Linked DNA regions of Sus scrofa: region 1 is linked to region 2. The links are chromatin contacts, called in public HiChIP or PLAC-seq maps. All regions are on one chromosome and are shown on one strand. Each heading gives the region's core, a stretch centred on a gene start, on an enhancer-like site or on the middle of the called end of the contact. The rest is flanking DNA. Distances are from core to core; before and after follow the strand shown. Region 1 holds the start of ZBTB12 (zinc finger and BTB domain containing 12). Region 2 holds the start of VARS (valyl-tRNA synthetase).

Evidence for each region. HiChIP or PLAC-seq counts read pairs in DNA pulled down with a chosen protein or histone mark.
Region 1: an H3K27ac HiChIP or PLAC-seq map of alveolar macrophages shows a contact between it and region 2. The contact joins the promoter of ZBTB12 here to the promoter of VARS in region 2. A contact is called at or near these places in 1 of 5 promoter capture datasets (liver), 2 of 47 Hi-C or Micro-C datasets (embryonic fibroblasts and epiblast stem cells) and 2 of 2 datasets of contacts at active chromatin or transcription factors (alveolar macrophages and skeletal muscle).

Annotation. Positions count from the first base shown.
Region 1 is chr7:23,994,955-23,998,275 of Sscrofa11.1, reverse strand. ZBTB12 (zinc finger and BTB domain containing 12) reads left to right here and starts at 1,296. Exons shown (of 2, transcript NM_001101821.1): 1 at 1,296-1,531; 2 at 2,036-3,321. The coding sequence starts at 2,056.
Region 2 is chr7:23,897,289-23,900,677 of Sscrofa11.1, reverse strand. It overlaps VARS (valyl-tRNA synthetase), which reads left to right and starts at 1,413. Exons shown (of 33, transcript NM_001195378.1): 1 at 1,413-1,998; 2 at 3,376-3,389. The coding sequence starts at 1,612. LSM2 (LSM2 homolog, U6 small nuclear RNA and mRNA degradation associated) reads left to right here. Exons shown (of 5, transcript NM_001123136.1): 5 at 1-293.

The DNA.
Region 1 (3,321 bases), core at 47-2,546, 98 kb before region 2:
CCACAGCTCACGGCAACGCCGGATCCTTAACCCACTGAGCAAGGACAGGGATTGAACCCACAACCTCATGGTTCCTAGTCGGATTCGTTAACCACTGCACCATGACGGGAACTCCGGGAAACCCGATATTGAACACATTCTATCACTAGCAGTTCCACCAGCACTGATGTGTAAGAACAATACTGTAGTCTCCTGGAAGATACAATAAACACATCCAGTAGGCAGGAAACAGAGGCTTCTTCACCTGGACTTGGATGGGTGGGGAAGTGAATGTAGGTATGAGGGATGCAAGGAAGAGGAAGGGAAGGGAGTCGGCCTTCTAGGCGCTAAGAAATGCCAGTGGTGAAGCCATGGAGACTGTAGCTTAGTTTGGGAGTGACAGAGAAAGAGAAGGCAACGGTGCAGAGTTGAGGAAGGGTCTTGTGTAGGGCAGTGGAGCTCTGACTTGGTCAGTTGTGTGGAAGGGCAGGCGTGAGGACGCTGACAGTTGGAAAGATTAAGGATAGCTGAAATGTACTAATATAAATGTTCATATAATTAGGAGAATTCGTACTAGGGCTAATTATACAGCAGGGGTGAAAGGGACAAGGTCATGGATACTGAGAGGGCATTTACCTTGGCAAGAAATTGGGATCAATTCTGAAAGTGGAGGGAGGGGGACGATAGGTGTGATTCTCATAAGATTTTGAGACGGAGGAGAGGAAGTCGAGGATACTGGACTGCCTGGCCTTGTAGGAAGTTAAAATACCTTTTAGGCCAGGAGTGCTGGGGTGGTTATTATGCTTCAGAAGTATTGGAAAAGTCTGATAGTGTGGCGGGAGGGACTGCGAGGATTCTCAGCAGGGCAACAGCAACCAACAGCTTCTTACAGCCACGAGGTGGTCTGGGACCCCCGCTCCGCACAGCTGGGCCACAGCAGCACCAGCCGCAGGAGCAGGTGGCAGCGCCACCCGCGGGGAGCCAGGCAGGCGGGGACCGCAGGGGGCGGGGGCGCGCGCTGAGGGGCGAGGAGCCGGCTGCGCCGCGGGAGGGCGGCCGGGACCGGGGGGCGGGCCCGAGCGAGCGGGCCTCCGCGCGGCATTTGGCACGCACGCGCAGACTGGCCGCGGGGCCGGGAGGCACAGAGGAGGGGGAGCCAGAAAGAGGGGGGTGCGGAACGTATTTCCGCTCTGGCGGACAAATAATACTGGCCAAAGGGGAGGCCAGGCTGTCTGGCCCTTTAACCGTGTGGGGGGGCGCTGGCGAAGAAAGGGGGGTCGGGAAAGGGGGAATCCTGCTCCTTTAATTCCCTCCCCTCTTCCTCCTCCCTGAGTTCTCGCCGACGCCGCCGCGCGCGGGGCCTGGAACACACGGCACGAGCCGCCCCCGCCCCTCCCCCCTTACGCCCACGCGGAGCCGGCCCCGCGCGCGCGCCCCGTGCACCCCCGCGCCTGCGCGCTGCCCAGGCCTTGCCCGTGTGTGGGGGCGCAGCCGGCCCCGGGGGGGTGGGGGAAATAGGGGGGTAAAAAAACAGCGCGCGGAACCGGGCCAGGTGAGAGGCGCGTGCACTCAGGGTCGCGGGGCGGGGGGGGGCGTGCCACGGAGTTCTGAAGGCGTGGGGGGGGCGTGCACGATGCGTGCAGGCCGTGGGGGGAGGACGTGAAAAGCGCGTGCAAACGTGCAAGGGGGGGGGCGGAGGAATGAGGCAGCGGGTAAAGGAGGCGGGGTGAGAAAAGGCTGCAGCCGGGGCCACCCCAGAGCCCCAGGCCTCTGCTCCCCCTTCTGCCGACCTTCCCCCGTGGGTGCGCGGGCTCGCCCCATCATCGCGGGCGGTCGGGCTGGGGGGTGTGGACGCCGCTGCCCCGCCCCCGGGAACCACGCCTCCCTCCTCTCCGAGGGACAGCGCCTCCCCGGGGGCTGGGGAAACTGAGGAAGAGGCTTGAAGACCCGCTGATCTGATGCTGGGGGGCCAGGCAAGAATGAGAGTGCGAGGCCTGGAGCCTTGGCTTAGGAAAGCCAGAGACCTTTGTCTCTGACTGGTTTCCTTCCCAACCAGGGTTGCCCACCCTCGCCACAATGGCCTCTGGGGTGGAAGTCCTGCGCTTCCAGCTGCCTGGCCACGAGGCCGCTACACTGCGGAACATGAACCAGCTCCGCGCAGAGGAGCGGTTCTGCGACGTGACCATTGTGGCCGACAGTCTCAAGTTCCGCGGCCACAAGGTCATCCTGGCTGCCTGCTCGCCGTTCCTGCGGGACCAGTTCCTGCTGAACCCCAGCTCTGAGCTACAGGTCTCGCTGATGCACAGTGCACGCATAGTGGCTGACCTGCTGCTCTCTTGCTACACGGGCGCCCTGGAATTCGCCGTCAGGGACATCGTTAACTACCTGACGGCCGCCTCCTACCTGCAGATGGAGCACGTGGTGGAGAAATGCCGGAATGCCCTCAGCCAGTTCATCGAGCCCAAAATAGGCCTCAAAGAGGATGGGGTCAGCGATGCCAGCCTTGTGAGCAGTGTCAGTGCCACCAAATCCCTTCTCCCTCCTGCCAGGACCCCAAAGCCAGCCCCCAAACCCCCACCCCCACCCCCTCTCCCCCCTCCACTCCTGCGGCCTGTGAAGCTGGAGTTCCCGCTGGATGAGGACCTGGAGCTGAAGGCCGAGGAAGAGGATGAGGATGAGGATGAGGACGTGTCTGACATCTGCATCGTCAAGGTGGAGTCGGCCCTGGAGGTGGCACACCGGCTCAAACCTCCCGGAGGCCTGGGAGGAGGTCTGGGCATCGGAGGCTCTGTGGGCAGCCACCTTGGAGAGCTGGCCCAGAGCAGCGTGCCCCCCAGCACTGTGGCCCCACCGCAGGGCGTGGTGAAAGCCTGCTACAGCCTTTCCGAGGATGCGGAAGGGGAGGGCCTGCTGTTGATCCCCGGCGGCAGGGCCAGCGTGGGGGCCACCTCAGGCCTGGTGGAGGCAGCAGCGGTGGCCATGGCTGCCCGGGGGGCGGGGGGCAGCCTGGGGGCGGGGGGCAGCCGGGGACCCCTCCCCGGCGGCTTTTCCAGTGGAAATCCCCTCAAGAACATCAAGTGCACCAAGTGCCCGGAAGTGTTCCAGGGCGTGGAGAAGCTGGTCTTCCACATGCGGGCTCAGCACTTCATCTTCATGTGCCCGCGCTGCGGCAAGCAGTTCAACCACAGCAGCAACCTCAACCGGCACATGAACGTACACCGCGGCGTCAAGTCGCACTCGTGTGGCATCTGCGGCAAGTGCTTCACGCAGAAGTCCACACTGCACGACCACCTCAACCTCCACTCTGGAGCAAGGCCCTATCGCTGCTCCTACTGTGATGTG
Region 2 (3,389 bases), core at 164-2,663:
TGCCTCCCTCCCATACTTGAGGTGTTGTTTTTTTCACAGCAAAGTTTTTGTGTTTTTTTTAAGGGATGAGTGGATGAGAGTAATAATAATGGAGAGCTACTCTCCTGTATTGAGAAGGGGAGGAAAAGGAAGCCCGGGAACTGCGAAGCCTTCCCTATCCCCAGCACCTGCCTTTCTCACTTCTTCCCTGGAGGTGGGAGAATCTCCCAGGTCTTTCTAGGGTAGCATGTGATTCATTCTGGGGATGGAAGGAATCTGTCCCGCATCGGGAATAAAATTTATGATGCAAATTCGAGTTCTGGTTCTGTGTTTTGGGAAGGGGGCTAGAGAGTGGGAAAGGGATGCTGAATTCACCCAGCCCTGTTACTCTCATTACCCAAGCCAAGGCCCCAACCCGTCCTGTCCGTATTGGCTACCACTCTTCCTGATACAAACCGTACCTCAGTTGGACTGCATGCCCCCTACCTATGCAGCCTACCTACCATAGCCTTTTCCTAATACTGTACCTGCGAATGTTTGCTGTCCTTGTATTAAGGTGGAAGCTAATGAGACACCTAAATGCGTTTGATGCTGGATCTAGTGCTTCCCCAATATCTATTGCATATAAATACAAGTGACAACTTTCATTGTGGAGAGTTGTGACTGGGAATTAACTCTAAACTCATTTAGCAAGTAAGAGTTCCCGCCCCAGATGAGGGTTCTCAGGACGAAGGGCCGTTAGAAGCCATCCAATTCGACTCCCTCCTCCCACGTAGAAGGAAATGAGGCTCAAGGAGAAGCTGGACACCAGGACCTCGGCCAAACGGACCCCTACCCACGTTGGCGTCAGGAGCCGCCCTCCGCCGCCGCCGCGTGAAGGCCCGCTGGCACCGCCCTCCCGCCCCGCCCCGCCCCGCCCCCCCCGCCCCACCCCGCCCCGCCCGAGGACCCGTACGGGGTGCCCGCGGCGGCGCCTGACGGGAGTGCGGTTCCCGGCGCGTCCTCCCCGACCCCGTCTCCCGTGCCCGCGGCCCGCACGGTTCCTCGGGAGCGCAGTCTGCGGCGGGCGGCGCACCCCTGGGCCAAGATCGGCCAGGCAGCGCCGGCACACGCAGGCGGGGCACGGGCGCCCGTGCCAGGACCCCGGGGCCCGGAAACGCTCGTAGTCACAAAGGGGGGAACACGTGGGCGCAGATTGCCCGGGCGGCTGTCGCAGGGATCTAGGGTCACCGGGAGGACCGCCCACCATCCCCGCCCGCCGGACGCCTCAGCCCCGGTTGCCAGGCCCGTCTAACTTCGGCCGGCGCCCGGCTATGAGGTGGATGCCCGGCTCTGTGTGACCATCTCCCTCCAGTAGGTACATGTGGCCTGAACCCGCGTCCTACTGGCCGCGGAGAGGCTCTTTCGAGCCTCCCCACGCCCGTAGGGCTCGCGGGCTTGGGGAGTTACCCACTGTCATTGCCACTCCGAGAGCAGGGTCCTCGGATCTTGAGGCCCCATCAGATCCTCAGTTCTGGGGGCCTCGGGAGCCTGAGGTAGGGGAGCTACTCAGGAGCCCCCGGGTCCCTCGGTCTTACTCTGTCCCCTTTTCTCTTAGGGTTTTTCCACCTCGTTCGGACTTCCTGCACAACCATGTCCATCCTCTACGTCTCTCCTCACCCCGATGCCTTCCCCAGCCTCCGAGCCCTCATAGCTGCCCGCTACGGCGAGGCTGGGGAGGGTCCAGGATGGGGAGGAGCCCACCCCCGCGTCTGTCTTCAGCCGCCCCCGGCCAGCAGGACTCCCTTTCCCCCACCCCGCCTGCCCGCCCTGGAGCAGGGGCCCGGTGGGCTCTGGGTGTGGGGAGCCACGGCCGTGGCCCAGCTGCTGTGGCCAGCAGGCCTGGGGGGCCCTGGAGGTAGTCGGGCCGCTGTCCTTGTCCAGCAGTGGGTCAGTTACGCAGACACGGAGCTAATACCAGCTGCCTGTGGGGCAACGCTGCCAGCTTTGGGACTCCGAAGCTCTGCCCAGGACCCCCAGGTGAGAAGAAGCTGAGCGGGGGAGAGGGGCAGGAGGGAATTTCGAAGAGGGCAGTGAGCCAGAAAGATACTATGTCAGAAAAAGACTGGTCACCCCTACTTGCCATCTGGTGTGGCAGACGTGGGCAGCTTTCTTGACCTCCGGGAGCCTTGGTCTTCCTATGCCTATGGAAACGAAAATTGAGGACATGTTGAGAAGATTAAAAGATGTGTCAGAGCACATAATCTGATGCCAGATGCTCTGCCGTTTCTGAGTGAGGGAGGGCTCGATGGATCTGAAACTGATAAGGTTAGACGTTACTGAATTGTAGGAAAAGACTAGGGCCAGGGAAAGAAGTAGAACACCAGGAGACTGGTGCAGAGGCACCAGGCCTGGACTGATGACAGTTGGCTGGGGAGAAATGCAATGAAGAGGAGGGAAAGTAGGGGAAAAGAGAGCAAATCACACAAGATTACAGCCGGAAGTCTTTTCAGAGTGGGTCTGTGCCTTACCGTCCTTATAACACCATCTCCTCACAGAATGTTGAGCACAGGTTCAATATTTAGTACTTTTTGGATTTTTTTGTTTTTGTTTTCTTTTGTCTTTTTGCCTTTTCTAGGGCCTCTCCTGCAGCATATGGAGGTTCCCAGGCTAGGGGTCGAATCGGAGCTGTAGCCACCAGCTTACACCACAGCCACAGCAACTCCGGATCTGAGCTGCATCTGCAACCTACACCACAGCTCACGGCAACACCGGATCCTTAACCCACTGAGCAAGGCCAGGGATCGAACCCGCAACCTCATGGATCCTAGTCAGATTCGTTAACCACTGCGCCACAACGGGAACTCCGATACTTAGTACTTTTTGACTGAATGAATGAAATGACTGGAATGACTTAGATCCTGGCTTGCTCTCTCACATCCTGACTTCCCTGTCTGAATAGAAGCCCCTTCTCTGGAATTCTCTGTCCCCTTCAACCTAATTTATTTCTCTTCATAGCACTGAAGGAGAAAAATAAGGGAATACGTTGTACATTTGCACACTTGCTATCTCCCCTACTAGAATGTAAATGCCAACAGGTCAGGGGCTCCATTTGTTCAGTTGTCTCATTTATTAGAGACGTGCCTGGCCTGCAGTGTATACTTGGTAAATATTTGTTGAAGCAACCGTGTAATCTTTAACTTCCTGCACTTAGTGTATTGCACCTGACATATAATAAGTGTTCAGTCGGAATTTATTGAATGAATGGCAAGTATTTTTATTATGATCGTTTCCGTGAAGAAGAACCTGGCCTTGGAGGTGGTGATTCGTGGGAATGGAAGGGGCCCCATGGATTGAGTTGGGGTGGGGATTGAGGTGGTCCAACCCTTTTCTCATACCCCATTGCCTTCCTGCTAGGCTGCGCTGGGGGC